Linked DNA regions of Mus musculus: region 2 is linked to region 1. Evidence: chromatin contacts called from public promoter capture Hi-C data. All regions are on one chromosome and are shown on one strand. The core of a region is the stretch at or near the end of the contact, and the rest is flanking DNA. Distances in the headings are between cores, read along the strand shown.

Region 1 (3,557 bases), core at 379-2,878:
GGCAGGCAGGCAGGCAGGCAGGCAGGCAGTCTCTCTCTCTCTCTCTCTCTCTCTCTCTGACATAGAAATCTAGAAAATATCCTCCCTCCCTTTTTTTTTTTTTTTTCCTTTAAGACAGGGTTTCTCTGTGTAGCCCTGGCTGTCCTGGAATCAACTTTATAGATCAGCTGGTGTGGAAATCAGATTGGCATTCCTCTGCCTTGTGTGCTGGGGTTAAAGGAGTAAGCCCCCACCGCCCAGGTCTAGTAACTCTTTTAATTAATTAATTAAATGTATGTGAGTACACTGTAGCTGTACAGATGGTTGTGAACCTTCATGTGGTTGTTGGGAATTGAATTTTTAGAGTCTCTGCTCGCTCCGGCCCAAAGATTTATTATTATACATAAGTACACTGTAGCTGACTTCAGACGCACCAGAAGAGGGCGTTCTCATTACAGGTGGTTGTGAGCGCCACTCCCCAGCTCATCTAGTAACTCTTAAATGAACTAATGGATGCGTTGGGCAAGTGTGATGTCTACTCTTGATCCTCAACTTGATTATATCTGGAGTAGCTAAAACCCAAGCAGCTGGGCTCACCTGTGAGGGATTTTTTCCTGGTTGGATCATTTGAGATAGGAAGACCCTTTTTTTTTTTTTTTTGAGCCAATTTCATTCTTTTTTTTTTTTCCATTTTTTATTAGGTATTTAGCTCATTTACATTTCCAATGCTATACCAAAAGTCCCCCATATCCACCCACCCCCGAAGACCCACCCTAAATCTGGGCACCTTCTAGCGGCAGCCTGGAAAAAGGACCTGGAAGAAGCAAGCTTTTGCTCTTTGTCTGCCCTTAAGTTTCACAGGTAGGGTCATTCTTTCATTGTATTATAGCCAACTTCTTCTGAATTCCAAGGTATACTGAAGACCAGCTGAAGCATCCAGCCTCGTGGACTGACAGTTGGACTCTCAGACGTTATATCCGGAGACAGCCATTGTTGGGCTACCCCGGCCACAGCCTGAAAGTTACTCTAATAAATTCCATATGTGTGTTGTATGTATGTATGTATGTATGTATGTATGTATAGATATAGATTTACTCTATCAGTTTTGTACCGCTGAGAGTTCTAATAGTGAAGGATATTTGAAGGGTTAAAAAAAAGTTTAGGAAGAAATTTCCACCGGCTTGACAGAACAGCTGAAGCTTAAAGTCCTCTCCCTTGAAATCTGGGAATTCCCAGTATAGACAGGGATTCGTGTCTGTAGAAATTCCCTCGCATCGAAACTAGCCGGGAGGGAAAAAGGATTTCCTTAACATAGGAGCGATTAGATTGCTGGTCTTTAAAAAGATCAACAACGGCTGTGATTCGGTAACAGAAAGAAGAATGCGTGTGATCGACAAAGACCTTCCTTAAGAGAAGCTCTAGAACAGGTCGTGTTGCTTTCTCCCAACTCTGGCCACCAGAACAGAAAGGCAATGGCCTGTCCCTTTAAGAATCTGGTGGCAGTCGCTTTCCTCTCCCCGCCCCGCCTTCCGCGGCACCGATGGCCTGGACGACCGTCCCTTTCTTCTCACGCGACTGTATTACGGGTCAGTCGACCCATCCGTCACAGAGGCGCGGTTTATGATTGGTTGCTGCGCTTCGGGCCGCGAGGCGGGGCGGGAAGGCCGGAGAAACTAGTTTGTTGGCAGCGCCCGTGCGGTTCGGCTACGGGATCGCGGCCGGGACTGGTGAGCCGGCCGGGGGCGGCGGCAGCGGCGGGGACTGCAGAGCCTGTGGGGCCGCACGGTGAGGATCAGGTCGGAACTTGTCACCGGGACAGCGAGCGATCCTGCTCGAGGATCGCCGGGCAGGGCGTAGGACCGCAGGCCCAGTTCACTGGGTCGGGGAAGTGGGTGCTGACCTGGGAGCGCCCCTCGATCGAGCTTGGGGACCCCGTACTGTTATGTTCAGAGCTCCCGCCAAGGGAATGAATTGTTTTCCAAACGGATGTTACGCGCAGGAGCGGCTACCCTCTCCCGGGAGTGTTTGATTCATTGAGTCCGCTGATTCTCTTTTTTAAAAAAATTACTATTGATCCTAGAAAGAGGAAACTGCTTGTCTTCGAGGATGCGAACCGTGCAGCTTTGTGCACACACCTAGCCAAGGTCCCCGCGACTTGCTTGTACCTAGCCAGGGCCGAGGGGTTAAACCAGGGAAGAGTAGACAGCAGGGCCTGGCCGTGTGGCCCGCAGCATAGGGTCCTTCCTGTCTGGAAAGTTGTCTATCAAGGGAGAGTGGTGACACTCCCGGAGCCATACGCCCCTACCTACCCAGGTGGTGGCCGATCTGGCAGGGCCGTAGCAAGTAGTCCACCCCCCCCTCCCCCCGCCATCCCATTCCCCTCCTCCCATGCGTTGCCCTGGCGCGAGAATTCCGCTGTGGTCTGCAAATCCCCACTGGACTAGTCTCCTTCATAGCTGTATTAGAAGCTTTTTCCTACTCGGGAATTGTGCCTACTGGGGCACCAGACACTTGGGTGCAAGTGCCTCAAGGACCTCAAAGTGGATTCTCACAGTCTTACTTTTTTTTCTTTTTTTCCTCTCCCGGTTTTAGTCTTGTTATAAACGTCAGGCCAGCCTTGAGCATGAAATCTCTGGTCCCAGTCTCCTGAGAGCTGGGTTTATAAGCAAGTGCCACCTTACCAATCTGGGAGACTTTCTAGAGACTCGAGCACAGGAAGTTGGGGGGAGGGGCGGACTCTCGGGGGCTTTGTAGTTCATCTGTACTTTGGGGAGACCAGAGGCCAAGTTGCTTTGGCCAAGGTTCATTGGGCACTAGTTCTCCCTCCATGCTCAGGGCAGGACAAGGTATGCCAGATGTCTGGGCTCTTCACCCCTGGAGTAAGACGGGGAGGGAGGGGCACTTGGCACCTGACCCTCTAGTTTGCTGAGCCTCTTTCATAAGCGGCACAGTTATGCTGGGAGGACTTTTTATGGGTGTTGCTGAAAGCTTGTGTCAGGGGACAGAGGAGGGAGGACCCACGGTGCTCTTATCCTACAGTAGATTTGGTCCCTCTAAGACAGGGTTGTGGAGATCACAGGCTTTGTCTGTGGAGATGGGCAAAGTCACTTTTGTCCCAGCCCTGTAATTATTGATATTTCAGCTGAGTCCTTTATCAGCAAGCCAGTCCAGGGAGATTGTTCAAAAAAATTGTGGAGGATGGACAGACGAAATCTTTTTCATGGGCATCGAACTGCAACTGGGTTCCTTGCGCCATGCAGCGGTGCAGGATCCGTGTGCAAGTTGTGTGTTCCACGGTGGCTCAGTTCCTGTTGATGGCATCTTAAGCCTGTGCCACCAGTGTAGGGAGAGAAAAGTAGGAAGACAAAAAGAAATGCCCCCGTGTGCGCTGTAAAGTAAATGCATCCTTCCTGTCTTAGAGGGAGGAGGGCGGCCTGGAGCAGTGAGCTTGCTATGTATGCAGAGACGGCTTTAGTCAAACTAATCATTTGAGCAGATGATATTGAGACCCTGCTTTCAGAAAGGAGGAGGTGCTGGCTCATGGATGGGGACCTTGATACATCAGTTTGCAGAACCCC
Region 2 (3,557 bases), core at 464-2,963, 3.4 Mb after region 1:
TCATCTCTCACGGTCTAAACCATCTCAGCAGAAGAGAACTCATGACCATGGGGGAGGTTGTTTCTTAGTGAAATCCTTTGCTACCAAAGCCTGGCCTTCTCTTTGTCAAGAGAGAGCAGATTACAGAGGAATAAATAAATATTGAGGAGAAACTTTATTGAGGTAACATGACAACTGGGGGAAAACCGAAGAGCAATGGAGCCTCTCCTCCTCTCTACTGTCCCACAGTTATGGGTGCTTTGAAAGGTCTGGGGTTCAATGCAGTTCCAAGAGTCTTTCCGTCCACACTCTGGGGTGTCCCATACCTTCAAAATGAGAAATGGGGGAGTCTGAGGGATATTTTAGAGGGACTTCTGGATCCGCACTAAGTAGCCTTCAAAGGCTGCTACTTGCTCACATTGCTTTGTTTGTTTGTGACAAGGCCTCATTGTGACAGAGGAGGACTCATTATGTAGCTTCAAAGTAAAGCAATCCTCCTGCCTCAGCTTCCTGCTGGAATAACAAACAGGAGACCGGTGCTGGCTCCTCCTCCTTGAGTTGGCTCATGCTTTCCTTGTCGGGGTCCGGAAATGTATTAAGAGAAAATTTAACATTGCTTCAAATCTAAATTCCTTCCTCTGGCTATGTGTTCCTTCTGTCTCCTGCCTCTTCTCTTGGAGCCACACTGCGTGCCTTGGCAGTGTGTCGGTGGCTGCCTCACTGGAGCTCCCTTTCGGGTTGTCAGTATTCTCTCCATCAGGCACGTGCCGTTGCGAACAGAGCCTCAGGTTCACAGAATGGTAGAACCCAGTCTAGGTGCATGGATGGAGAGGGTGAGTGATGAATAGCTAGTCTTGATAAACGCCCGTGGAACACCACGCACTGTACTGATCTTCTATCAGCAACCAGCACTTACCAAATATAGTCAGTGAGAACTCTAAAAGGCTAAAAGGCACGGCCAAGACTGCAGTCTGACTTCAAAGGTCACTTCTTCCAAGTGGCCTCCAACCACAAGGGCTGGTTAAAAGCTGAAAGATCATAGGGACTGTAACAGGTCCATAAAGTCCTGCATGTTCCCACCCACTTCCCTAGCTGAAAGAGGTCAAAGGCTGCTGCCTCCACCTCTTTGTCGCCTCCACCTCTTGCTTTCTGGTTTAGTGACTCACCACCTCTGCTCTACTAAGTTAGGACTCCACACTTCAAACACCTACGTCCTGAGCTACAGGTTCATCTTCCTGGGCACACCAGTGCTGAGAACCCCACGGCTGGGCTATCTCTTTCCCCAGTTCATCTCTATAAGACTCCGGACCTTTCTGCCCCAGAACTCAGAAAGCCATCACAATAGGCCCTCTCCTCTACTCCGTATCATCAACCATCAAACATAACCCATCCTTTAGCCGGCTCCCCTTATCCCGCCCCTCGGGGAGGACCTTACCCAATAGCATCTAGGCCCACTGGCTAAAGACATCAAAAGTAACCAATTATAGGAGAATTGCCCGCTAAGAATCTCCGCCTCCACCTTGAGGAGCAGTCCTACTGACCAATGGGCCACCATATAGACGCAACAAGCGCGATGAACAAATAGAGTGGCGGCTGGGTGATCCAATGGACACTGGGAGAGCCTTGCTTGGGGGCGTAGCAGAGGCGGTCGTCAGGGGCGTGGCGGCAGTTGCCTGGGCGGGGCCGGTAGCGGCGGGAGCTGCGCTGGCCAGGGGTTCCGGCTGTATTTCTATGAGCGCAGCCGGCAGCTGCGGAGCTGCGGGAACCGGACTCCGGGCGGGTTGGACTGCTGGAGTCAATGAGAGAAGGTAAGACCTCGGCTGGGCGAGTTCCACCAAACAGGGATCGCGCCTTGGATGCGTCGGGCCAGAACCCCGAGTTACCCGGTCCCCAGCGTGGCTCGGCCCATCGCGCCGCAGCTTGAGTGCTCCGGATCCGTGGGGACTGTTTGGGGGACTGTCACCTGGCACTGCGGGGATCTAGAGGGCCAGCTTGTCTGATGACGGGGCAGCCCAACCCATTGGTGGGATACGCCTTCCTAAAGGTCCTTTGTCCTCTCCTGCTCGAGGAACCGAGGTTGGGGACAAGGCCGACGGAGGCCTCCTGGCTGCCATCCCTCGCTCTGATCAATGCTGAAGTCTTGGTCCTGGGGGAGGTATCTGGCCGGCCAGACTCAGGGTAGAGAGTGCAGGATGCTGGAAACCTGAAAGGGCCTGACTACAAGCCCTTTCGATGGGCCGATGCATTTTGGGATCCCGGGGCTCACCTACGACCGATGGGTTCAAGTTGTAGGGAAGCAATTTTTGACCTACTTGGAGGCGCACTTTATTGAGCTTGTGGGGCAACTGTTCTAGGTGCTTCGTGGGCTTTCCCCACAAGATCTGTCCAGCAGCGCCCCGGGCTGCCTGCCAGGCCGAGCAGCCAGAGCATCGACCTTGGAAGTGCCTAGCCAGAGGCCAGATGATAGCCACCTGTCTGGGATGCTTAGGAAGGGGAGAATTGTATGAGCCATCTGTGAGGCCCTTCTCCATCCACCCATGCACTCTGAACAACATTTATTGACTGTATCGAGGATGGGACTTACCGGAGTTGGCTAGATTCCAAGGGGATGTTGAATACACCCATAATGATCTTTTTTGAGGTCTTAGCTCTCAAATGCATGTGTGCATGCCTGCGTACAAATGGAATAGATTATATTGAATGCTGAGTTAATCAAGTGGTTCACCTTAAGTGCGCAGTTGGGGGTTCCACTTTCTGGTTCCTCTTTTGTGGTGCCCTCACCTCCAGCTGGTCAAGTTTTACCTGGCCCAGAGGCAGGTTCCAAGAACAGGCTTGGGAGAGATTGCAGGATTGGCAGAGTCAACATGATCTGTGCCCAGAGCTTTTCAAGGACCATTGGGTTACAGTCACACTAAGCAGAATGCATTTCCCCTCCTCACTGCCTCCCCTCATTTGCTTGACTAGGAAGGACATAATCCTCTGAAGGTCGGGAAGCAGAAGAAATAATTATAACCCGCTTTACCCAGGTGAAGATAAATGAAGCTTTGTCCGGGTAGGCAGCCAAAAGCAGCTCAGTCCACGCTGCTGGCGGTCAGCATGATATTTAGAAGCCAAAAGGCTGATGCTCATCTAACTCTTCCCCCTTATTGTACGGATGAAGAAACCTAAGGCCTGGGGTAGTCACAGCTGGCTGGTCATCACAGGGTCAGGACTAAGAGTTGTTCCATCCCTTGAACCCTAGGTCTAGGCAGGACATGATTTGAATTCTACTTCCGGCAGAGTTCTCATTCTTGAAGTTCTAGATGAGTCCAGAGGGGGTAGAAGCTCAGACTTTGGCATCTAAGTGCTTGGGTTTAAATCTTCGTTCTGCCTCTTCCTAGCTGTGTGACTTGGGGCAAGTTATCCAACTTCTCTGTATCAGTTTCCTGGCCAGTAAGGCAAGGAATGATGCTGGTACTTTGGTTAAAAGATTAGAGAAATATGCGCTATTGGGACCACTAGAACAGTGCCTGGCGTATGGTCACCATAACAGGTTTGCTAAATAGCGTGTGGTCGCCTTTCCATGTAACTTTCCATTA

Evidence for each region. Promoter capture Hi-C pulls out the DNA fragments that hold promoters and counts their contacts.
Region 2: a promoter capture Hi-C map of liver shows a contact between it and region 1, with 5 times the contacts expected there. The contact joins the promoter of Abhd2 here to the promoter of Klhl25 in region 1. A contact is called at or near these places in 3 of 39 promoter capture datasets (cranial neural crest, liver and pre-B cells) and 1 of 484 Hi-C or Micro-C datasets (B cells).

The regions. Positions count from the first base shown.
Region 1 is chr7:75,846,710-75,850,266 of GRCm38.p6, forward strand. Klhl25 (kelch-like 25) reads left to right here and starts at 1,629. Exons shown (of 3, transcript NM_001122780.1): 1 at 1,629-1,764. Gm51489 (a long non-coding RNA gene) reads left to right here. Exons shown (of 3, transcript XR_003946804.1): 3 at 891-1,003.
Region 2 is chr7:79,271,553-79,275,109 of GRCm38.p6, forward strand. Abhd2 (abhydrolase domain containing 2) reads left to right here and starts at 1,714. Exons shown (of 11, transcript NM_018811.6): 1 at 1,714-1,787. Gm31510 (predicted gene, 31510) reads right to left here and starts at 1,477. Exons shown (of 2, transcript NR_169073.1): 1 at 1,415-1,477; 2 at 140-305.